6 separate regions of the Mus musculus genome follow, and all the other regions are linked to region 6. The links are chromatin contacts, called in public ChIA-PET, Hi-C, HiChIP or PLAC-seq and promoter capture Hi-C maps. All regions are on one chromosome and are shown on one strand. Each heading gives the region's core, a stretch centred on a gene start, on an enhancer-like site or on the middle of the called end of the contact. The rest is flanking DNA. Distances are from core to core; before and after follow the strand shown. Region 1 holds the start of Adar (adenosine deaminase, RNA-specific). Region 2 holds the start of Atp8b2 (ATPase, class I, type 8B, member 2). Region 3 overlaps She (src homology 2 domain-containing transforming protein E). Region 4 holds the start of Ssr2 (signal sequence receptor, beta). Region 5 holds the start of Pmf1 (polyamine-modulated factor 1). Region 6 holds the start of Rusc1 (RUN and SH3 domain containing 1).

The links. Promoter capture Hi-C pulls out the DNA fragments that hold promoters and counts their contacts. Hi-C and Micro-C count contacts between places; a contact is called where the count stands out from the background. ChIA-PET counts read pairs in DNA pulled down with a chosen protein or histone mark. HiChIP or PLAC-seq counts read pairs in DNA pulled down with a chosen protein or histone mark.
Region 1: a promoter capture Hi-C map of neutrophils shows a contact between it and region 6, with 3 times the contacts expected there. The contact joins the promoter of Adar here to the promoter of Rusc1 in region 6. A contact is called at or near these places in 2 of 39 promoter capture datasets (neutrophils and pre-B cells), 2 of 115 datasets of contacts at active chromatin or transcription factors (memory CD8 T cells and pancreatic cancer cells) and 1 of 9 other capture datasets (pancreatic islet).
Region 2: a contact with region 6 is called in an RNA polymerase II ChIA-PET map of memory CD8 T cells, with 13 read pairs. The contact joins the promoter of Atp8b2 here to the promoter of Rusc1 in region 6. A contact is called at or near these places in 3 of 39 promoter capture datasets (cranial neural crest, hippocampal neurons and pre-B cells), 1 of 484 Hi-C or Micro-C datasets (cortical neurons), 3 of 115 datasets of contacts at active chromatin or transcription factors (astrocytes, embryonic forebrain and memory CD8 T cells) and 1 of 9 other capture datasets (liver).
Region 3: a Hi-C map of cortical neurons shows a contact between it and region 6. The contact joins the enhancer-like site here to the promoter of Rusc1 in region 6. A contact is called at or near these places in 2 of 39 promoter capture datasets (embryonic stem cells and hippocampal neurons), 2 of 484 Hi-C or Micro-C datasets (both in cortical neurons), 5 of 115 datasets of contacts at active chromatin or transcription factors (embryonic forebrain, embryonic hindbrain, forebrain and 2 more) and 2 of 9 other capture datasets (adipose tissue and liver).
Region 4: an H3K4me3 HiChIP or PLAC-seq map of pro-B cells shows a contact between it and region 6, with 4 times the contacts expected there. The contact joins the promoter of Ssr2 here to the promoter of Rusc1 in region 6. A contact is called at or near these places in 4 of 39 promoter capture datasets (hippocampal neurons, liver, maxillary cranial neural crest and 1 more), 1 of 484 Hi-C or Micro-C datasets (embryonic stem cells), 3 of 115 datasets of contacts at active chromatin or transcription factors (astrocytes, microglia and pro-B cells) and 3 of 9 other capture datasets (liver, macrophages and pancreatic islet).
Region 5: a promoter capture Hi-C map of pre-B cells shows a contact between it and region 6, with 2.2 times the contacts expected there. The contact joins the promoter of Pmf1 here to the promoter of Rusc1 in region 6. A contact is called at or near these places in 3 of 39 promoter capture datasets (liver and pre-B cells) and 2 of 9 other capture datasets (liver and pancreatic islet).

The regions. Positions count from the first base shown.
Region 1 is chr3:89,728,798-89,732,867 of GRCm38.p6, reverse strand. Adar (adenosine deaminase, RNA-specific) reads right to left here and starts at 2,150. Exons shown (of 15, transcript NM_001146296.1): 1 at 2,030-2,150. The coding sequence starts at 2,057.
Region 2 is chr3:89,961,066-89,965,069 of GRCm38.p6, reverse strand. It overlaps Atp8b2 (ATPase, class I, type 8B, member 2), which reads left to right and starts at 1,732. Exons shown (of 28, transcript NM_001081182.3): 1 at 1,732-1,913; 2 at 3,929-3,995. The coding sequence starts at 3,965. It also overlaps the pseudogene Aqp10-ps.
Region 3 is chr3:89,856,923-89,860,724 of GRCm38.p6, reverse strand. She (src homology 2 domain-containing transforming protein E) reads right to left here. Exons shown (of 6, transcript NM_172530.3): 6 at 1,879-3,802. Among named protein-coding and RNA genes, the nearest start is that of Gm46811, 13 kb to the left of the region's middle. Within about 2 kb of position 1,599, at least 45 of the 459 cell types and tissues checked have an H3K27ac peak or open chromatin away from gene starts, as enhancers often do. A contact at or near this core is called in cortical neurons and hippocampal neurons, where this site is marked.
Region 4 is chr3:88,578,190-88,581,928 of GRCm38.p6, reverse strand. Ssr2 (signal sequence receptor, beta) reads right to left here and starts at 2,321. Exons shown (of 6, transcript NM_001356317.1): 1 at 2,243-2,321; 2 at 1,895-2,049; 3 at 857-955. The coding sequence starts at 2,049.
Region 5 is chr3:88,408,959-88,412,450 of GRCm38.p6, reverse strand. It overlaps Pmf1 (polyamine-modulated factor 1), which reads left to right and starts at 2,054. Exons shown (of 5, transcript NM_025928.4): 1 at 2,054-2,295. The coding sequence starts at 2,144. Slc25a44 (solute carrier family 25, member 44) reads left to right here. Exons shown (of 4, transcript NM_178696.5): 4 at 1-1,957.
Region 6 is chr3:89,090,582-89,094,626 of GRCm38.p6, reverse strand. Rusc1 (RUN and SH3 domain containing 1) reads left to right here and starts at 1,264. Exons shown (of 11, transcript NM_028188.2): 1 at 1,264-1,360; 2 at 2,066-3,489; 3 at 3,721-4,045. The coding sequence starts at 2,154. Fdps (farnesyl diphosphate synthetase) reads left to right here. Exons shown (of 10, transcript NM_134469.4): 8 at 98-175; 9 at 262-396; 10 at 784-1,039. The coding sequence ends at 984.

The DNA of each region.
Region 1 (4,070 bases), core at 901-3,400, 640 kb before region 6:
GTCCACCACATGTGTGTCTGGTGTCCACAGAAGGCAGAGACCCTACCTCCCCCCAGAACTGGACAATGTGACACAATAGTAGCCACTGTTCTTATCTGCTGAGCCATCTCTCCAGCCCTAACTACATTCTTGATTTAAATGGCTATTTTCAGACAAAATCTGGGAAATATATGTGCGTAGCTACAAAGTAGTTGAATAAGTTATAACAGCCTCACACTGTGGAACATTAGTCACAATTTCTGAACATCTGTGTTGGATACATTTGCATTTTTACTACAAAAAATTTGTATATGTGAAAAGTGTAAATGGTAGAGTACATGTAAGTTAAGCTTTCTTCTGTTGAAAAGAAAAAACCTGGTTTGGGGGGGGGGGGAAGAGAAGGGAGAGAGAGAGAGAGAGAGAGAGAGAGAGAGAGAGTGAGTTCATATATGCACAAACACTAGAATAGGCACAGAAGAAATGAAACTAAGGAATTTACTCAGTTATTTCGGGGAGGTAGGACCAGAGAAGGAAACAGAACATGTAGTGCTATCTCTGACGTGGCTCACAGCCTTCCTGACTCGCCTGAAGGCTACAGGAGCTGGGCCACAGCCTTCTGTCGTGACTGGCAATCTTACCATCCTAACATATAATATCAAACATGGCTCTTCAAACACCATTCTAATCCTGCCTTCCATCTCTAGGACCAACAGATAAGTCCTTTGTCTTTACCATCTATGATCCATAGGTGCATACTGTAGTATATGTAAAAAGTGCTTTCCTTCAAGTCAGATGCCTGCAATATTTTGAGGGAAGGTAGACACACACACACACACACACACACACACACACACACCATTAAGAGCTGGGGAGATGACTCAGTGAGTAAAGCGTTTGCCACACAATCTTAAGGACCTGAATCTGAATCTCCAGAACCCAAGAAAAACAAAACAAAACACAGTGTGGTATAAAAATCAGTAATTGTGAGACACTTGAGGGTATAGGGGACCAAGAAGAAAAATTCCTGGAAGCCTGAGGGCCCAGTTCCGAGGCTGTCCTTTGTCGTAGAAAGAAGTACAAGTGTGCCTGTACATCTGCAACATTAAAAGTTGGTTGTTGGAGTAGGGTTTTTTTGGTTTGTGTTTTTGAGGCCATCTACACAGCTTTGGCTGGCCTGGGACTCAGAAATACCTGCCTCTGCCTCATGAGTACCATCATACCCCCCAAATTACAACACACACACACACACACACACACACACACAGTAGTAGAGCATTTGCTTATCAAGTGTGAGGCTATTGGTACATCCCATATAGCTTTTTAAAATTTTGAAGGATAAACCTGGGTGGGACATGCCTGCAATTCCAGCTCTAGGGAGAAAAGACTGGTGGCTTGCTCAAGGGCAATCAAGGCAACACAAGACAAGTAGAAACTGCCTCAAAAGCAAACAAACCAGCATGGTCAAACCAAGGCAAGGAACAGTCCTAATCCCACCACAGGGTCAGTTTCCATCCCCGCTGCTTTCCAGAATGACAGATCCAGTGCTGTGCACAGCATGAATCCTCGGAATCTGGGTTTTTCTGTTCAGAACGTTGCAGCTGGGGCTCATGTACGACATCACAAGTTCATTTTAGTGCTAAGTAGAATTCCACGAAGCTTACCCAGTGCGCTACAGAAAGACACCCTTCTTGGCCATAAAGCAAAAGACTTCCCCCTGCTGGTTAGTTGAGATAATTTAAATTTCTCAGGAAGTTGAAAAAGCAAAGAGGATCATGAGAAAAGTTGCTCATGTTGGGCTATAGCGGCTCAGCAAGGCATCAGGGGTCTTAGCAGAAAGAGAAGGGGTGTCTGCCCCGGCCTGGGTCCTTGTCTGGCTTAGACGCTGGTCTATCTTCTGACCAGCCTCCTTCCTGAGACTGCTCAAAGCTACAAGAACTAACTGAACAGAAATCCCCAGAAGGGCTGGCAGTTCGGCTTGAGAAGGAGAACGTGACCCTCGTAATTCACACTACGCGAGCCAGATATGAGGGTGCAGACCCCGCGGGCTTACCTGTGGGTCCCCTGAACCCTTGAGACATAGTGCCGGCAAGGCCCGCACCTGTGGCCGTAAGATGGCTGGCTCCCCAGAGTTCACTTTCGTTTCCTTGAAAAGGCTTCCCCGCCCAACTGTTGGGCCAAGAGGAGGGAGGGGTTTGCTCCCGGTAGCCGAGCAGCAGCATCCTGCCCACCATAAGGGCTGGGCCGCCGTAGTCCACGCCCACCGCCTTCCTCACCACTCCACCTCCACTAGCAGGGCACTATATACGTTCTCTGAGAGCTTGGGAGCTATTTACTTCACTGACAAGCTTATTTTTGTTCACGGTATTTTGGAAAGCTTCACTCAACAGCGCCCTCTCCGCCCTGTGAGGAAGTTCCTTTTCCGTGTTTAATCCCTACTGCTTGCGAGATTTACAAGTCTGTCCACTCCTAGAGTGACCATTGGCCAATGCCCTGTCCCCACTAGCCTGTCCTTCATTCCCCCTGTTGGCTGCTCCAAACTTCCTATCTTTTTGTAGATAAAATTCTTTACCTTCACGTATTCTGTTCTTTAGCCTAGAATGTTCCTCCCCCTTTCCTTGTTTTGTTTTTGAGACTTCAGAGGAATTCCACTTCCATATCCCTGGGTACCTGATGCGTTTGTACCAGTGTCAGCACCCAGCACATGGTGCAAGTAGGCCAGCATATGGCAGTCTGGGCATCTAGTGTATGCTACAACGTCAGCACCCAGCAGCACACACAGTGTAAGTAGAAGCCCCAGCATGTAGCAGTCTGGGCAAGATGGATGGCTCAAAAGTCACTCCCAATCATGTCCTCCCTGTTTGGTATAGCTGCCTGCCTTCAGTGCTCCCGGGGGCACTCCAGTGGGCAGGGCTGTTCTCGCCTATATCCCCTGCACAGTGAGTCCCAGACAGTCATAGGTGAGTGGATAATAGTGCACTCTAAGTAAAACAATTTGCGGAACAGAAACTTGGGGGGGGGGGGATAAAAAATGGCAATCAACACAGGAAAAGAGCTCAATCTTGTGCCATCAGGGAAACTCAGGAAAGGTCACAGTGAGTAGGTGTTCTTGTCCACTCACCAGTGTGGCACCATTAACTAGCACATAGGAGGACCAAGAAGGAGCAACCCCAGTCACTGCAGGAAGTCATTACTTAGAAACACACCCCATGGTTTAACCATTATATGCATTTAGCAGGATAAGCTACACAACACTGAAAGCAATCAAACTAAAATAAGCAGATGTTCCCACCTTAGGATATTACACAGCAATTGAAGTAAAAACCACAGCCAAATGCAGCAGATGGGAAACAATGTAACAATACTGAAAGAAGACCTCCTGTCCCAAACCAAGCAAAACCAAGGTCAATCATGTATTGCACAAGACAGGTTCAAGTCCAAGGCATTCTAAATGGAAGGAATGTTCTGGGGGCTAATGATCCACTGAGGACCCGCAGACAGTCTCATTCCTAAACTTTGTCTCGCTCCCTTGATAACTGTCCTAACTCTCCCAGCCTCACTAGGTGGCACCTCCACTGCAACCTGGGGCTGTTTACCTTTTCCAGGTTTTCCCCTCAACTGGAGGGCCTTGGGAACAAACAGGTGACAGTCCTGTCACAAGCAGCTTACTTCCCTAGGAGCTTGGGAGCCTCCTGCCAGGTTCCAATTCAGAGGGCTACTCCTTAGTCACCACCCAAATAACTAACTCAGTTGTGTCTAAAATAAGGTATCACAACCTCCCCCTTGGCGCTTGCAGGCCAGGAAGATTTATTTATTTTATGTATAGGAATACACTGTAGCTATCTTCAGACACCCCAGAAGAGGGCACCAGATTCCATTACAGATGTTGTGAGCCACCATGTAGTTGGTGGGAATTGAACTCAAGATCTCTGAAAGAGCAGTCAGTGCTCTTAACCACTGAGCCATCTCTCCAGCCCCGAAACATTCATTTTCTAAACTCACAGGGCCTTCCCCAGCAGTCTAACTTGCTCAAATAATCTGGGAGGCTTTCAGGAGACAAAAGAATGATGTATCACCTAGCTATACCGACCCTG
Region 2 (4,004 bases), core at 483-2,982, 870 kb before region 6:
TTCTGCTGGGGGTTGCTTCCTAAGTGCTTCCCATTCATGAATGTGAACCCATGCTCACTGTTGGATGTCATGACAGGAATAGTGTGAGGGCCTGCCTTACTAGTCCTGGCTTATGGGAAGAGGTGTGTCTAAGAGCCACCTCTGACCCCTCCCTTTGTCTTTCCATTACAGCGCTGGTAATGGCTGGTGGTGGGTGCCTCCAGTGGCTCCTATGGTGGGGGCCACCCTGGGCACAGCCGAATACCAGCTCCTGGTGGCTCTGCACCATCCTGAGGATTTAGAACCATTTCCAAAGGTGATGGCATCTCAACTCAAGGCTTCAGACTTGGTTACTCTAGCTCAGCTGGAGTGTAAGCTGTGACAAGGACCAATCTTATCCCACTCTGCAAGAGCACCATGAGCTGGCCAGCACGCAAGACAGATATTCTTTGTATTACTATGCCAGACTAGGACACTTCTGTTTACCACTCCTGAAGGACTCCAGACTGGTCTTCTACCCTGGGAGCTTCCAGGCACGCAGTTCCTTAAAGGAGCCGCCAGAGGGTGTGCACGCTGGCTTTGGGAAGGTTTCTAGAATCGGGTGGGTGGAGGGATCCTAGGATCCTTTGAGGGGTAGGGCCTGGGAGCTTCTCGAGAGAAGCTTGGTTTCCTCTACTCTCCCTTCTTCACTTTTTCGTCTTAAGACGAGGTCTCCCTATGGAGTACTGAAATCTTCTATGCAGACCATAACGGCTTTGACTTCAGCGTGTTACTCAACACACCTAACAAGAGTGAATCTTTTTTTTTTTTAATGGTTTTTCGAGACAGGGTTTCTCTGTATAGCTCTGGCTGTCCTGGAACTTTTTGTAGACCAGGCTGGCCTCCAATTCAGAAATCCGCCTGCCTCTGCCTCGGAGTGCTGGGATCGAAGGCGCACGCTGGGACCAAAGGCATGCGCCACCACGCCCGGTTTAAGAGTGAATCTTTTTAACAAACAAAACCCAGTTTAAGTTTGACTCGGAAGTGATGGAGCACGCCTAGGGTCTCTGAGAATTTCAGGCCTTTCAGAGCTACATAGTGAGACATCCCCTCCCACTGACTCAAAACAACAACAACAACACAACAAAACCACTCGTACTTTGTGGCATTAGGGATTTGATTTAGGGCCTAGGCAAGGGCTCTGCCTCGGAGCTATCTTCCTGTCTTCTGGCTGCCAGCTCGGGAAATCTCTACGTTTCCTACCTTTGGCCTGACAGGAGCGCCAACGACCTCAGATAGTTCTTCGAGGTGTGTGTGTCCGCGCGCGTAATATACCACCCAAGGGAATGTGGTAAGGGGCAAAGTCAACTACTTATCGTCAGGAGAACCAAGTGGAGAAACTGAGGCACAACTCCCAGTCAATGCATAGCTGTGCCTTTTCAGGAAGTGAAAGGCCTTGAGATGAGCCAGGGCGAGGAGGGAAGCACAGCAGAGACTTGGGCTAGAGAGAAGTGTGCTACGGGGCTTCTTCATCACTACTCCCGCATCAGGCTCCTCCCCGAAGATGGTTTCTGGCAGAGAAAGCAGCATTCGCTCGGTTTCTGGCTTCCAAAATAAAGCAGCAGCATCCCAGCGTCCTCCAGCCTCGCCGATTGTGTGCGTGTCCCGGCTGGAGCTTGGGACCCCCCCCTTCCCTACGCACCAAGATGGCGCACGCCGCGCCCCTCACCTCCCCAAAGCCCCTCCCGCCCCCCGCCCGTGGCCGCAGCCGTCACTTCCGCCCCGCGGCCGAAACTGACACAAAGTAGCGGGCCGGGGCCCCGGGGGGGTCAGGAGAGCCGGGCTGCTGTGGGGGGGCGGGAGCCTGCGGGCAGCGGAGCCGAGCGCCCCCGCCCCAGCCCCCGGCATGGGCCGGACGGGGCCGCCGGGCCGAGCGCCGCGCGCGGAGCGCTAAGGTAAGGCGCTGCCACCGTGGGGCCGGGGGTGTGGACCGGGAGGGTCGGCTCTGGGAGGCGCGGGCAGCGGTGCCACGGGGAGCGGCTGTGGGAGGCTGGAGAGAAGGGCTACCAGGATGGAGAGAACCGGTAGCTGTGCGCAAGCTGGGAAAATGGGGCCCCGAAGGGGCGTGCGGAGCTGGGGTGTGAGGAGTAACCTGGTGCCAGCCTTTAGGTGCCTAGAGAGGGAGTTTGGGGCTGATAGGATTTGTCCCGGGAAGGTGGAGGTCTCTCTGTGCCCCAGGAAAACCAAGGGTGCCAGGGATGTTAGCTTTGGGAGCTCAGAGCTGTGTGGTGGGTCCTGGATACTGTCCTTGGAGAGGGAAGGAAGGTGGCCTCCGGTATTATTGTTTTCTCCTGTCTCGTCTATCTGCTAGCTTCCCCTGAAAAGGCTCTTGGTTGGAAAGGAGCGGAGGCCAGACCCAGAGGAGGAGTCTTTTTTCCTTCGTGGAGCGCTGCCTCTTTCCCATGGCTGGCTATTTTTATCCCAGATGTGGCTGCAGAGGGGGCTGGGGTAGGGTGACGGGGCAAGGCGACGTGGCTGGTGGGCCTAGTCGGTTTAGAAAACCAGGATATCCTGAGAGGGGGACCTTGTTACTGCACCCCTCTCGAGGATTGGGGCCAAAGTTGTTCTCAGTCTCCCCAGGGTCCTAGAGGTAAAAGTACTTTCCTGATCTGTATCCAGACTTGACGCTTGATGGTCAGCTTGCTCCACTGTTAACTCTTTCCAAGAAGGAAGACCCAGATGTTAGGGCTAACGATGCTTGATAGCCTCCCACTCGAGTGGGGCTGGGTAGGAGCCAGCAATGCCCACCCTGCATCCTCTCCTTTAGCGTCTGGTTCCACACTCCACCCTCCCCGTGACTCATGCTCTAGATTGGGTGGAGACCCTGGCTGGGGCCCTGGAAGAGGGTTTGGCATCGCCAAATTGTTCATGAGGTTTTTCTTCCAGAGCCAAGGGGGCAGCCACTGTTGCTTGCCACAGTTGTGGAGAGTCAGGAGTGAAAAGGACTTAGTGCCCCTCAGGACTGTCTGCTCTGAGGTCAAGGAGGGAGTGCACATTAGTGAAGGGAGAGCGGGAGAGGATGGCTGGGCTAGGACCACAGTCAGTAATTACAGAGATTGGGCAGACAGGCAATTAGTATCTCTTGGGACTGACAGGCTAGAGGCAAGGGAACTAAGGAGGGGCAAGGCTTTCCATCTGAAGGAAGAGGAGTTTCCTGTGGCCTGGACTTACACCTTTTTAGGAGAAAGTACATGAGAGGGTGGGAGGAAGCAGAGGCTCTCTTGAGCCTGTTCTTAGTGTCATTCTGACTGGAGTAGACTCGGGGTGAGAGAGAATGGTGACCCCTTAGCAGGACTGGGAAGACCTCTCTGATGGCCCCAGAGGGTGGCTGGACAAGATTGAGAGGAAATGGTTTGAGGACTGTCTGCAGGAAGTGGTGGCCATGTGTCTGATGAGAACCCTCCTGGGGAGGAGGTGATAATGGAAGCCCCAGTAATGAAAGTAGGGGTGGGGACATTAGGAGCTTTCTAGAAGGGTGGAACATGGCCACCCTGCTTCCTGATGCTCTGCCAGGTGTTTCCTGGTTCCTAGCTCTCCACCCAACCCACTAGGGCACATTCTGCTTTCTAGTACCGGCAGCAGCTGTCATTGCCACTAGGACGGCACACGGGACAGCCATTGTTCCTCAGGTGGATACCTTGAGAGCTACGTCTCACTTGTTATATCTGGTCTCTTCTAGGCCCTTTCCCTATAGGCTCTGGCTTCTGTAAATTCTCAGTTCCCTCATGTTTTCCAGGACAGAGGGAAGGCCTCCCTTTTCTCTCAGGTTTTCATGTCAGTGCAGGAAGGTGAGCGTTAGTGGAGTTGGAGGAGGTGGGGAGGGCAGGGCAGAGCAGAGCTAGGATAGTTTTCAGAAGGCATCTGATGTGGGCAGTGAAGAATTCTGCGTGTGTCTGTTACTTTCTTGCAGGGTCTCCCATGGATTGCTGGAACCTTGCTGGGTGAGATGGCACTGTGTGCAAAAAAGCGCCCCCCAGGTAAGAGAG
Region 3 (3,802 bases), core at 350-2,849, 770 kb before region 6:
CCCATAGAGGTGTGGCTCCTGTGGAACTGCTGTGAGCCACATACGTGCTGGGAAGGGAAGTCTGCCCAAGCAGCCGTGCTCTAAGCCTGAGCATCCCCTGGACCTCACCTTACTGACCCTGTTCTGCAGACATGAAGGGTTCTGCAGGTGGAGTAGATGACCTGGAAGGGAAAGTAGAGGTGTGGCTTGGCATGGTGGCACACACTGGCTATCCCAGGACTAGGATGGTAGAGGCAGGGGGACCTTAAGTTTGTAGAGGCTTGGACTACATTAAAAAACAAAAACCAAATAAACACCACCACCACCCTGTCTCAACACCAACACTGACAAGCAAACACCTGGATTTGAGGCAGACCTGGTCTGCCCGTTGCTTCCCATGTGACTAACCCAGGACACATTGATCAGCTGAGCATTGAGATCCTTATTTGAAAAAGGAGGCTCCTTACACCTTCGCCCCTTCACAGTGCAGGAATCCAACACTCAGGACCTGAACCTGGGCTCTTACAAATATGTTCAGTCTGAATTCTAAAAAAGCATTACTCTGACTCCCCAGATGGGGCAGAAGGAGCATTGCTGCATGTAAACATCCTCTTTCCTTACACACGAATTCAGAAAACTGATAGGTACTTACAGCACCTGGTGGCAAATCGTAGCTATGCTCAGTAAGACCAGATGCTAGATGGCTCAGTGGTGAAGAGGACCAACTCCACTCCCAGTACCACATCTGGGGATCCAGAACCCTCTCCTTCATCTGCAGACACTGCACACATCCACACAAATAAAAATAACCAGGGCTGGAGAGAGGCTCACCAGTTAAGGGCACATACACGTCCATGTGCTAACTACTGCTTGTAGCCCTTGCTCCAAGGGACTGGATGCCTCTGGTCTCTGCAGAAAGGTGCACATACCAACCACCCCTCTTCACATCACTAAAAATTGGAAAAAAAGCCGGGAGTGCTGGAGGCACTTTAACCCCAACTGTGGAGAGGCAGAGACGGGGGTAACTCTGAGTTCATGGCCAGCCTGGTCTAAAAGCAAGTTCCAGGACAACAGTTATATAAGTAAAATTCATACACATACATACATTCACACACACAGAAACATACATACACAATCATACATACATATACTCACAGACACATACATATACACACAGGCACACACACATAAACATATATTCACACACTCACCCACATATATACACATTAATACACATATATACAAACTCACATATATACATACACATACATACACTCACACATAGACACACATACACACATATACACACACACAGACACTCACACACACATACACACATACATACAAAAACACACACTCATACTCACAAACACACACACACAGACACATACAGACACATACACATACACACACACCTACACATATACACTAATACACACATACACACACACACATACACTCTCTCACACCCATTCACATGAATCTAATTGTGATGCTCAAAGGAGGAGAACAAAGGACATGCTGGGGAAGACTAAGCCACAGAGGAGAACCACACTGCTCTGTATTCTCCAGGGATACAGAGTGGCAGGGCTGTAGAGGGAGAAGTGAGGGGGAGGCTCAGCTGCTGGCTGTTCGTTGCGTTGGAACACTCTGGCATCAGCAGTTTCACAGAACACTCCAGTAGGTGTCTGCACAGGAAGTACTTTTCATGAAGGGAGGCGATTGTCAGGATGAATGGGACCAATTCACTGAGCGGGGTACAGCTCAGTGGCAAAACCCTGGCACATGCAACCCAGCTCCACAACACAACAAAACCAGCAGACAGACCCACGACCGACGGACAGACTGATGGACCGACCAACCAACCAACCAAAACAGCAACTAACTGAACAAAGCAAATGACTGTTTTCCTGGCAAAGCATTTATTGAAAGTAACACTTCAGGGTAAACCATCTTCCGGAAGGCACACAGCTACGCTGACCGGTGAAGAGAGCCAACAATTTATAAGATTCCATTATAATAACAATTGCCAAGGCACCTGCATTACAACCTTTTAAATATTTTAAAAAGTTAAAATGACGTATCAGTTGATATTTTAAATGTAAAATCCTCCTGACAGCATTTGGAACAGCTAAGAGCTTAACAGAATGATTCCTGCCTCAATGATCTGTTGACAGAGCAGTCTTCAAAAATAGAATTAAAATTGTGAACAACATGACCCAGCCTAGGTCCAGGGGAAGACTAGGAGTCAAAACACCCTTTCTACAGTAAAGGGCACATTTCAAGATGGCAACTGCTGTGTCATCGTTTATTTTGATTTATGGACTGTATCAAAAATCCTTGAGACAAACTACCCTAAATGCACCCTTGTTTCTCAACTGCAGTTTTTTTCTTGTCCCAGTAGATGGCAGTAGAACACCATCTTTCATTGCATAGGGTCCATGAAGCCGGGAAGCTAAATTACAGGGAAGGCTCTTACAGGTCAAGTTTCTTCAAGGCCAAGTTAGTGGGATGTAGGTGGCAAAGAGAAGACAAAAGATTGATCCCAAGGGAGTTTACGGTTAAATGGGTGCTGGCTACAGAAGACAGAAAGACGACCAATGGCTGTCTGGTCCCAGGAAGGGAGCAATGAAATCCTAAGTTTCAGAAGCATGTACAGGGGGCATGAATCTAGATGCACTGGCTTCTTGACTGAGGCCAGGAAAAATAAGTCATTAGCTCCTAACGAAAATGTTAACAGACTCATCTAGTAAGCAAAGAATGACTTACAGTTGTTCTTGAATTAAACATTAAGACCTATCCAACAGGGGCAACACTGGTAAATAATCTAAACACCAAACAAGGACTATTAAGGTAGGACCTGTGTTGAGAAGAGCCAGCTTTCCCTACTGGTTCTCTGCCCAGCTCCCCTTCCTGTGGCAGAGACCAGTGACTGAACTCCAGCACCACAGACGCAGACTCTAAACGGCCAACAATACAGGCTGTTCTTACAGATGCCTATTAAAGCATTCTCAGTAACCGGAAGGGACACCTGTTTCTTTACCACCACTTGCTTTTGTGCATACTCACTAGACTTCCTCCATTGTTTCTATTCCTTCATTCAGGTTTTTAAAAAGTTTATGTGCATGAATGTTTTGCTTGTATGTGTACCATGTTCCTGCCCAGTACCCTCAGAAGCCAGAAGAGGGCGCCAGATCCCCTAGACCTGGACAGCATGTGGATACTGGAACTAACCAGGGTCTTCTACAAGTGCAGCATTTTCCACCTCTGAGCCATTTCTTTGGCCCAAGGTGTAACCCAAGAGTAACCTCTAATTCAACTCCTCCTGTCTCTGCCTCCTCAGCACATCCTACTGGCCAGCGCCCCCTCAGACAGTGATTAGAATACATCTGGACAGAATCTGCTATGCTATTACAGGAAGTAGAAATGCCCTTTGCCTTCCTGTATTCTTTTTGGAGACACCCTTGCTCTATTGCCAAGGTTAGTTTTGGACTCTTGGACCTCCTGGACAGCTGGATGGATTACAGATGCCTTCCGTTCTCAGGGGTCCCTGTCTAAGTCCATACTCTGGAACAAAGAAAGCAGTTTTTTTACAAATAAGTTTTGCTAAAGGAGAAAAAGTGGACAGCTCTCTAGATGCTATAGATGTTCACAGCATCTTGAGGGTTCACCAGAAGAAACACCCCCCCCCCAGACAGAATCAATTCAAAGGAATAAAGATAACAAGAAAATACCTTTATCAGGAAGAAAAGGACAAAAAGCTCAATCTTTTGGAGCTCGGAGGACAAGCCCCAGCTGGCAGGCTCACCAGTGAGTGGTTAGG
Region 4 (3,739 bases), core at 1,072-3,571, 510 kb after region 6:
GGAGAACTAATTATGTAATTCAACAGTTAAAAATAACTGTCACGGGCTGGTGAGATGGCTCAGTGGGTAAGAGCACCCGACTGCTCTTCCGAAGGTCCAGAGTTCGGATCCCAGCAACCACAAGGTGGCTCACAACCATCCCCAACAAGATCTGACTCCCTCTTCTGGTGTGTCTGAAGACAGCTTCAGTGTACTTACATATAATAATAAATAAATCTTTAAAAAAAAAAAAATAACTGTCACAGTGCAGTGGTGGCGCACACCTTTGATCCCAGTACTTGGGAGGCACATGCAGGTGGATCTCTGTGAGTTTTGAGGACAGCCTGGTCTACACAGCAAGTTTCAGGACAGCCTGGATTATGCAGGAAAATCCTGCCTTGAAAAACCAAAACAACAACAATAATAGTAATAATAATAAAAATAAAATAAGAATAAATAATAATAACTTTCAAGTCAGAAAGCAGACACTAAGAGAAGATGCTAACGTGTTACCCGGGGTCTCCATGGTGACACCCCACTGAATCTGCTTTGAGAGCACCTGAGGTATAGAGCACTTCTTACCCAATGTGTGTGAATACCCAGGTCTGTCTCCAGCAGTGCAAAGAAAAAAAGCACATTCAATATCCATTCATAGCCACAGATACCTTTATATGCCTGCATCTCCCTAATGGAGCTTGGGAGATACAGACAGCCTTACAGCCTGAAGGAAGAAGGCACACTCACTCAGCTGATACTTCATCCTCCCCAGATATATGACAAGAAACAGACCACACATCCAGTCTGTTTGCAGCCCCCTTGATGTTTTCCAGGCAATGTTCCTCCCCCAGCCCTCACCACCCATTAAAAAAAAGGATACGGGGCAATCCGGTCCCATTTGACATTGAGCATACCGGAGACAATGCCGAAGTCTTCTGGAGGGAAGGAATCGTCAGATAATTCCACATCTAATGCAGCGCTGGAAAGCAGAGGAAATAAAGAGTGAGGGACAGGGCTGGCGAGATGGCTCAGCAGTTAAGAGCTCCGACTGCTCTGCCGAAGGTCCTGAGTTCAAATCCCAGCAACCACATGGTAGCTCACAACCATCTGTAATGAAATCTGATGCCCTCTTCTGGAGTGTCTGAAGACAGCTATAGTGTACTTACATATAGTAAATAAGAGTGAGGGACATAAAACTAAGGGAACTGACTGGAAAATCCACCTGCTGGTCAAAAGAAACCCCCATAGTAAGTTGGGCCTGTTTTGAAGAATCCAGATCAAGGCCTGGATTCTGTTGCTCAGAAGTGAATTGCCAAAGGTAATCTTGCTCTAATTCTAGACAGGGGAAGTAAGATATAAATGGAAAAATATATAAAAGGAAAGAACAACAAAAAAGTGCTCATAGGAGCCAGCAGTGGTGGCCCATGCCTTTAATCCCAGCACTCGGGAAGCAGTGTGAGAGACAGACAGATGTCTGTGAGTTTGAGGCCAGCCTGGTCTAAGAGTGGACTCTTCGACAGCCAGTTAAGAAACTCGGCCTTGAAAAACAACAAACAACAAAAAAAGTGATTGTAAGTGAAAGAAGAAAGCTGGGAGTCCGCACCCGAGGTAAGAGGACAGATGTACACTCTGTGTCTGCATTTCCTTTTTCACAAGCTGAATTTATCCCTGCCTTTGAAAGCCTTCTGAGACCCCAAAGTGGTTTCTTGTAATTCACCTAAGGATGTCTTCACCTTCAAAAAGCACCCGACAAAGGTAAGCCCTCTAGTATATTCATTCATTCATTCATTCACTCACTCACACACTGCACTCGATACTGGAGGACTCCAAAAGAGAATTCACTCCCCAACAAAACGTTCTCTATGCCCACGTGGAAACTCGGAATTCAGAAGGAAGCTGGCGAACTCTAGGCCGTTACCTGGAGCCGACGTTGTAGATGTTATACTGCAGGGTCAGGTCCCTCCCTTCCACAGCGTATCTGTTGAGCAATGATTTGGAGGCCAAAAGCCTGGCTCCTTCTTCTGCTTGACTGACGGCTAACAGAGCCAACACCACAACCGCCAGCAGCCTCATCTTTGGAAAAAAGCAAAGTGAGCAATCGACCCAAGCATGGGAAACACTGCCAGCCAGGCAGCCTGTGCGGCGCCACACTCCAGCCCCGCCGCCAGGTCCGCAGCCGCGAGCCCAAGCCACAGCAGTGTGTACCGCGCTGCCGGCCAGGCGGGGTCAGCGGGGACCCCAGCGCTCTTGCGTCTCCCAGACTCACCGTGAGCACCCCAAACGCCTCCCTGGGCCACAGACAACCGGAAAACAACGTCAGCCTCCGAAAGACCGGAAACGGATCTGACCGGAAACCCTGATGTCCCTTCCTGTGCCTTATGGATGTTGTAGTTCTGAAACAAGCCCCACCTTCCCCTTTATGGCGGCTGATACCCCAAAGGAGTTGAGTTACCTAGAGTCCTTGACTCTTTCCTGTGTGTCCTCCAATTTCTTCTCATTAATGCTTACCCCATGGAAAACCCCTCTGTTTAAACTAAAACGAAATAAGCTGCATAGGCACAATTTCAAAGTTCAAAGAGTCGCCGACTTTGTTTTAAGGCTGAAGTAGCTGATATAGCCTTTCCTTGAATTCTTAGATTTCCAAGCTGCTAGTCACTGCCTTATGTAATTAGCACTTTATAGAGACTTCAGACAACTAGTAAACAGGGCCAGAGAGACCCCTCGGCAGGTAAAGGCACTTGCCACCATGCCTGCCCACCTGAGTTTGAATCCTTGGACCCATTTAATAGGGCACCGACAAGTTCTCCTCTGAACTCTACATGTGCACACACACATGTGCATAAACACATGAACATGTAAACATGCTTATAGCACATGTGCAGGAGAGTTCTTCCACATCCCTTCTGTAGCACTCTTACATCCAGGATGGGTTTACTCTGCACCTGCTCTGTGCTCTGGCACTACTATAGATGCTGGTGGGGTGATGAGAGAACCTTCTCCCACTGCGCCTGGCTCTCCTGGGACAGACACCCTATGCTTCTTTTTTTTCTTCTTTTTTTGAGACTGGCCTAGAACTCACAAGAGATCCCTTGGCTTCTATTGTCTAAGTGAAACTAGGATTAAAGGCATGTGTCACCATGCCTGTTGTGTTTATAAAAAGATAAGGAGAGGAAATGTGTTTGGTGGATGTGTGGTAAGGTGTGGGGTTAGGGAATGCCACCGCGGGCTCATGCTGAGGCATCCCTTCCCCCCACCCCCAGGGACTAGCCACAGGACAGTATAGTATAGAATAGTTTATTCAGGGCATGGGAAGAGGAGCTGAGAGTTAGGAGAGAGAGAGAGAGAGGGAGAAGTAGAGGCTGGCCATCAGCTCATGGAAAGAAAGAGTGGAGAGAGAGAGAGAGAAAGAGAGAGACAGAGACAGAGAGAGAGAGAAAGAGAGAGAGAGAGGAGGGGCAAGCAGCCCCTTTTATAGTGAGTCAGGCACACCTGGCTGTTGCCAGGTAACTGTGGGGTGGAGCTTAAACAAAATGCTAACAATGCCTAACCCTTTGATTGACCTACCCCCCATTTTTTGTGGGGAGGGGGTTCTTTATATACCTGAACTCTATGTAGATCAGGCTGGTCTTGAACTCTGAGATCCACTTGCTTCTGCCTTCTGGTGCTGGGATTAAAGGTGTGCGCCATGGCTGCCTGGCTTGATTGACTTCTTACAACTATTTACTTTTTTTTTAGAATACTTTATTATTATGTGTTTGAGTGT
Region 5 (3,492 bases), core at 805-3,304, 680 kb after region 6:
CCCCGTTAGCCCCTCTGGCACCCCTCTCTGACCTTCCCTCAGGCCTGGAGAAGAGCTGCTCCTCGTTTGCTTGTCCCCTGCTTCTTCTCGAGCCTCAGGCCAAGGCTCTGAGTAGCTGCCTGGGGTCTATTTATTTTTTTATGCCTGCTTATTTTAAATTTGGGACCTGAGTTGTTCACTGCTTTGTCCTGCCTTTGGGGGGACAAATCGGAGCAGCACACACTCTGCAGGGCGTTCATCTTCTAGGGGAGTTACTAGGAGGGAGGAATGCTAAGGCTTCCTATGTGTAGCTGAACATCTGTGAATGAGCCAACTCACCCTCATAGCTCAGTCTGCTGTCAGACCCCACTCCTTGGAGAAGTGGAAAACTGTGACACAGATCCCAATTCTTTATCCCCCTTCCCTGTCCCTCAGGCCCGGGAACCGCATGAGCTGCTGGCCTTCATTGGCCCAGGTGACTACAGTAGAGGGGCATAGTTATAAGTGGGTCAGACTTACTAGAGAACACTGTCCTTGGAACTTTGCCCTGAAGCCAGGTTGGGAAAGAGCCACTGGCTTGGATGTGTGTTCCTCACTCTTATCTCCTCAGGCCAGCTGAGCCAAGCCCTGGAGGTACAACGGAGGTTCTGAGCCCGAGGCAGCAGTGCCACAGGCACACCTGCCACCCAGATGAATAGCAACAGGTGTCTCACAGTGGGACTCTGGAATATGAACTATCCTTTTTTTTCTTGTCCTTGGTTGTGAAGTATCATCCCAGTCATGGTACCCTGTGCTGGCAACAGAAAAAAAAAAAAAATACAGTCAGGAAGGCACCCAAGGCCAGGTCCACCTGGTTACCAGCCTCTTACTGCCAAAACCATTGATGCTTTCCTCAGGAGCGTCCCTCTTCCCTGCCTCTACTGAGCCTGTGTTGGTGGCAGAGAGGCACATCCAGGAATGGGAGGGAAGAAAGCAGGCAGATCTTGCTCTTCAGCCTGGGAGATGCTTGGGAAATGCCATGGTGCCAAATTGGAAGGTGCTAACTGAAGCCTTCATGTTTCTCACGGCTGCTCCACATTCTTCCATCCTGACTTGACCCAGTCTCCACACACACACCTCCTACTACTCGCTGTAGTCTGTATTTGTTTCCTTCTGAGCCCTCTACTAATGTCTCAGCATTTTGGTTTGTTTTTTGAGACAGGGTCTCATATATCCCAGGCTGGGTTTGAATTCATTATGTAGCAGAGGGTAGCCTAGAACTCTTCATCTTCCTCCACCTCCTAAGTTCCAGGTTTACAGGACGCCGCCAGGCCCCACTTCCTGCACTTTATTGAGAGAGCCCTTCAATCTTGCCCATAGTCATCTGAAGGGTGAAGCCCACAGATCATTTTAAATCCTTTCGCTCCTCACCTCTACCTTAAGACCTATCAATACAGTGGAGCAAGGGCCCCTCTCAGGCTTTCACTATCAAGACCTTTGTGATTGGACAGCTCTGCTCTTTGGTCTTTCCTAACGGGGCAGAGTGTGGACATAGGTTCCTCCCACCTTTCATACCTTAGGTTACTCCTTCCCGACTTTTCTTGTCCGGTGTTTAAGCCTCTCCCTTTCTTGTCCTATCTCCCTTTCCTTCTTTCCCCTTGTGTTTGAAAGGACCTTGGATATAAAGGTAAAAGGCACCCCCGTGTCGGAACTCCTACTCTCCCAAGGTCAGGGTCTGGGATTGGCCTTGGTGAAGATGAGCCAGTGGGCGGCCATTTTTCCAAAACTGGAGACCAAAACAGCTAGAAATGTTGACCCATTGGTCAACACACAAATTAGAAACTCGGCAAGACAGGAGGGCTGGATAGAGGCACATGGGAAAGAATGCACATTCAGCATTAGCTAGAAATGGACTCGAGGAGATTAGCTGCGAATATTCACTGTTGCACTGTATGAGATCTTTGAAATGTAATTAAAAGTTTTTATTGAGCCCCTAAACTCTGGCTTTTGGGTTTTGTTTTCTGCCCTTCCCCCCCTCCCTCCCCCCGGAGCTGAGAACTAATTCCTCGTCCTCGGCCACTGCCCCGCCCCATCCGGCTCCGTGACGGGCATTCCGCGGCCTCCAATCGGAGGTCCTGTTGGGAGGAGCTGCAGGGCCAGTTTATTTTGGCGGTTCAATTTCAACATGGCTGAGGTGAGCCGAGATAGCGAGGCTGCGGAAAGGGGGCCTGAGGGCTCCTCTCCGGAAGCTGTGCCAGGGGACGCGACCATCCCCAGGGTGAAACTCCTGGACGCCATAGTAGACACTTTCCTCCAGAAGCTAGTCGCCGACAGGAGGTAGGTGGCGACCAATGGGGAGAGGTGGCGGGAGGTCTGTCGCAGGATCGTAAGTCCCGCGAGATACGCTTGGCGCAGTCACGTGGGCGACCCGCCGCGGTGGAGCAGGGCTGCTCCCCTGAAACCTCTCGCCGCGGTTTGCGGAGGAGTAGAGGGAAGGTCGGATTGCAGTTGCTGTCTTCTCCACCGTCCCGCAAGGCAGCAGCCTGGGGCCCGCGGCAGCCTTAGGGCAGCCGACGTCCTTCCCCAGAGGTCATCTGCTTACGTAGACCTAACGCGCCAGGGCGCCAGATGAGCGCAGAGCTCTGCTGGCTGGAGCGCGCGGGAGGTGGCAAGCACTGAGCTTGCAGTCTTTTTTTTTTTTTTTTTTTGAGAAAGGATTTCTCTGTAGCCCTGGCTGTCCTGGAACTCACTCTGTAGACCAAGCTGGTCTCGAACTCAGAAATGAGTGGCTGTCCTTACAGGCTGGTGTGCCAGGCCTCATAACCAGGAATGTCCTGGGCTCAGTGGTAAGAGCACTCGTTGATCTTGCAGATCTTGCAGCGCACCTACATGGTGGTTCACACCCACTTGTAACTCCACTTCCAGGGGATCTGACACTATTCTGGTGGGCATTAAGCATGTACATGGTGCAAATACATACGTGCAGGCAAAATACCTAGACATAAACATGACCGAATCAAATTAACATTTTAAAAAAAGGAATGTTAGCCGGGCAGTGGTGGCGCAAGCCTTTAACCCCAGCACTTGGGAGGGAGAGGCAGGCGGATTTCTGAATTTGAGGCCAGCCTGGTCTACAGAGTGAGTTCCAGGACAGCCAGGGCTACAGAGAAACCTTGTCTCAAAAAAAAAAGACTATAGGCTCAGTGCTCGCCACCTCCCATGCCTTCCCGCTCCAGCCAGCAGAGCTCTAGTGACTTCCACAGTGACTAGAGGAAGACTGGACATGCTGGCTTCAGGTGGACCTCAAATTCTTGCCCTGCTGTCCTTTTCGTTGGCCTGGCTAAGGCCCAACTGCCAGAAGTGCCAATCTTAGGTTTCACAATATAAAGATGCAGTCGCACATGGCCCTGCTATCTGCACTCCCCTGCCTTGTCTCTCCAAAAGCGAAATCTTTTTTTTTTTGGTCCTGGCAGTCTCCTGGACCTTCTGAAACAGTCTTTCTCTTTAGCTGCAGCAAGCAAGGGATTCCTTTTC
Region 6 (4,045 bases), core at 15-2,514:
TTCATTTTGTAAGAAGTTGAAGTTGAAAGTGGAACCGTAATGGCTGCAGCTCCCAGGGGAAGATGTGTGGTCATGCTGCCTACCCTGTCTCCTACAGGCAGGCATTGATGGGGAGAAGGAACACGCCAATGCCCTGAAGATCCTGATGGAGATGGGCGAGTTCTTCCAGGTCCAGGTAGGCAGGTCCTGCAGCCCAGAGTGCATATTTTCTCTTTCCCGGCCTGGGGACCTCCTCATCTCTCCTTTATGCCTGCTGCCTAGGACGACTACCTTGATCTCTTTGGAGACCCCAGTGTGACGGGAAAGGTCGGCACTGACATCCAGGACAACAAATGCAGCTGGCTGGTGGTTCAGTGTCTGCTACGAGCCTCTCCTCAACAGCGCCAGATCTTAGAGGTGCTCGAGTGGGGCCTGGGAGTGGCATGTCCCTTTGCTAAGGGGATGGAGGAGGGGTGGTTAGGAAAGCAGGGTGATTTTGCTGTCCAGGAGACATTGGGCAACTAAGTGCAGTTTGATGTTTGTGCTGAAGGTGGCTAGCAGGCAGAACCGGGAAGGTTTTGGATAGTGCCAGACAACGCATGCTGCCCAATAACTCAGCCGTGTCAAGGCTGGGAAACCCTAGAGGAAGTAGAATCCAGAGCCAATACCTGAACTTTGGGCTCGGGAGGCAATGCTTGGTATCTTGGATCCCCAGAGAGGAGAGTTTTGCCAGTGTCTGGAGTGAATGAATGAGTTGTGAGGGCCTTTGGACCCAGCCAAGTAAAGCTGTTTTCGTGCTTCCAGGAGAATTATGGGCAGAAGGACCCAGAAAAAGTGGCTCGGGTGAAAGCACTGTATGAGGCGCTGGATCTGCAGTCTGCTTTCTTCAAGTATGAGGAAGACAGTTACAACCGCCTCAAGAGTCTCATAGAGCAGTGCTCTGCGCCCCTGCCCCCATCCATCTTCATGGAACTTGCAAACAAGATCTACAAACGGAGAAAGTGACCCCGGAATTGGAGAGGCTGGGAGGGAGGGGGTCTCAATAAATTATTGTTCAACATCCTGTGGTTTTATTCTTGTGGCAGTCAGGAGTTCAGCTTTATCCAGAATGCAGGGGTGGGAGAGGGCAGCTTGGAATCCAGGTTGGCAAAAGCATTCCTTGAGACCCAAAGCGTCTGCTTTGTAGATGGGTGACATAGGCACAACGTCAAGTGTTGCGTGGGGGTTGAGGGGCGGTCCTGAGCTATGCCACGCCCATGCGTGAAGGGGTGCGGCTGCGCAGCCACAGTGGGTTTTGCCGGTGCCCCTCCCCTCCGCTCTGTTCCCTGCTGGGCGGGGACGCAGACGAGCCCAAGGCCGGAGCGATTCCAGGAGGACTGCGGTGAGGAGGGCTCGGTCTGAGGGTGCGGATGGATGGATGGATAGATGCATGGATGGATGGATGGATTGATAGCACAGGAGAGGAGCAGTTAAAAGAATAAAGAAACGGGCGATGGCTGGGTGATGGGAGACGACACAGAGTGAATGGACAAATCTTGGCGTTGCGGTGGGTGAGGACACAGGAGGAAGGCTAGAGCTGAACAGGGACTGGGACAGATGCAGAGCTGACAGCAGAATGCTTCCCCTTGCTCCAGCCCAGACCCCTCTCCTGCGTTAACAAACCAAACCCTTCGTCTTGTTCCCCACCATCCACCTCACTAGAGCATCCGGGCGGGGTCCCCTTCCTCCCAGGGTTAGGCTGGAGGACAGAGCTTGATTAGGAAGAATCGGTGTATTCTGGGCCCTATTCTTTTTCAAGCATCGCACCCCCATATTCTGGGCCCCACTCTTTTTTCAAGCTTCGCAGCCCCACAAAGATCAGAGTACAACTGCATTCTCTGATGACCCTCCTTTCTCCGTTCCCTGGAGGTTATGTTCAGCTCCACCTGCAAATACTGCAGTGGGAACTAATGGCCTGTCCGTGGTGATTTGAATCTCATTTAAATATCTCCCAAAGCAGCCAGATCCTTCCCAGGCCTGTTCTAGTCCTCAGTCACCTCCAGTGCCCTTACCCGTGATCTAGGTTTCAACCACCCCTGTTTTCTAGGTCTGCATCTACACTGTCAGGTAGGTGGATGTGAGACGCTGGATCCTCTTGGTTCTCTGAAAGCCATACGTCGTCCTCCCTCGGCACCATGCTGTCCCCTCAGCGGGCTTTACTCTGCAACCTCAATCACATCCATCTCCAGCATGTCTCCCTAGGCCTGCACTTGTCCCGCCGTCCTGAACTACGAGAGGGGCCTCTGAGCACACCCCCGCCCCCGGGAGACACCGGGGGCAAGGAAAGCAGGGGGCCCTGCAGCGGGACCCTTGTGGATGCCAACTCCAACAGTCCAGCTGTGCCCTGTAGATGCTGCCAGGAGCACGGGTCCAGCATAGAAAATCAGCAGGACCCTTCCCAGGAGGAAGAGGCTGTTTCCCCTTCAGATCCAGGATGCTCTTCCTCTCTCAGCTCCTGCTCAGACCTTAGCCCTGATGAGTCTCCAGTGTCAGTCTACTCGCGAGACCTGCCTGGTAATGAGGATGCAAACCCTCAGCCTAGCACCTTGGAGCTGGGCTCTCCTCTGGCTCCAGCGGGCCCTAGCACCTGCTCTCCAGACAGTTTCTGTTGCTCTCCTGATTCTTGCTCTGGAATATCTTCTCCACCTGGACCTGACCTGGACTCGAACTGCAACGCCCTGACCACCTGCCAGGACCTACCTTCCCCAGGCTTGGAGGAAGAGGAAGACAGTGGGGAACAGGATCTTGCTACCTCTGAGCTCTCAGAGACCGAAGATGGGAGAATCGACGCAGGGAAAGCAGAGCCCAGTTGGAAAATTAACCCCATTTGGAAAATTGACACAGAGAAAACTGAAGCTGGGTGGAAAACCATCGAGGACAGTGACTCTGGTCGGAAAACAGACGAAAATACAAACTCGAGCTTAAAAACGGAATCTGGGAAATTGGCTTCTTGTTTGAACACCAATTCTGGTTCGAAAATAGATGCAGGGAAAACTGATGGGGGATGGAGAGGTGACGTCAGCCAGGAGCCGGTGCCCCATCGGACAATCACGTCCTTCCATGAGCTGGCCCAGAAGCGCAAGCGGGGTCCAGGGCTGCCCCTTGTGCCGCAGGCCAAGAAAGATCGCAGCGACTGGCTCATAGTCTTCTCGCCCGACACTGAGCTCCCGCCGACTGGGTCCTTGGGAGGTTCTTTGGCACCTCCCCGAGAAGTCACCACCTTCAAGGAACTCCGGTCGAGAAGCCGAGCCCAGCCTCCGCCAGTCCCGCCCCGGGACCCCCCGGCTGGGTGGGCTTTGGTCCCGCCTCGACCGCCTCCCCCACCCGTCCCTCCGCGGAGGAAGAAAAATCGACTTGGGCTGCAGCCTATTGCAGAGGGGCTGTCGGAGGAGGGCAGGGCGGCCAGCCCCCGGGCTGGTGAGGAGGCATCCGCCTCGCAGGAGCCGGAGGAACCGCGCGCGCACGCCGTGGGTAAGAAGCGCGGACCCGCAGGAGGGCGGGTCCTGAGCCCGCCCCTGGTCCCCTCCTTCTGCAGTGTCCTTCCCGCCCCATCTCCAGGGCGCGCTCTGGGAAAGGGAAACTGGGTGGATCTTGGAGTGAAGGGACTAACTCTTTGCTCCTCTCTTTCCCGCCCCTCCTTGCCTGGCTGCCGGCCGCACTGCCCTCCCCCTCTGCACCTGGCCCCGCCAATCCCGCCTGCAGCCGGTCCCTCGCTATTCCCTCGGCCCCCGGTTTTCCGGTTCTCGGCCGACGGGCGCCCCCTGTTGGAGGGTGGGGGCGCGGGCGCACCCGGGTCCCTGCTCTTTACGCCTCTGACCGGGTGGTCCAATTCCCGGCTCCGGCTGCTGGGGGCAGCGAGTCCCCCGGAGGAGCAGCTCCTGCCTGTGCGCCTATCCCCAGTGGGAGCTTATTCTCCTCCCACTCGGGGGGCCTTGCCTTGCCTGGCCAGCCCCGAACTGGCACTGCTGCTATCCCCGCTCTTTCCCAGAAGTAGCACCTTCCCCGCCGCGGCGCCCCTACCCCGCCA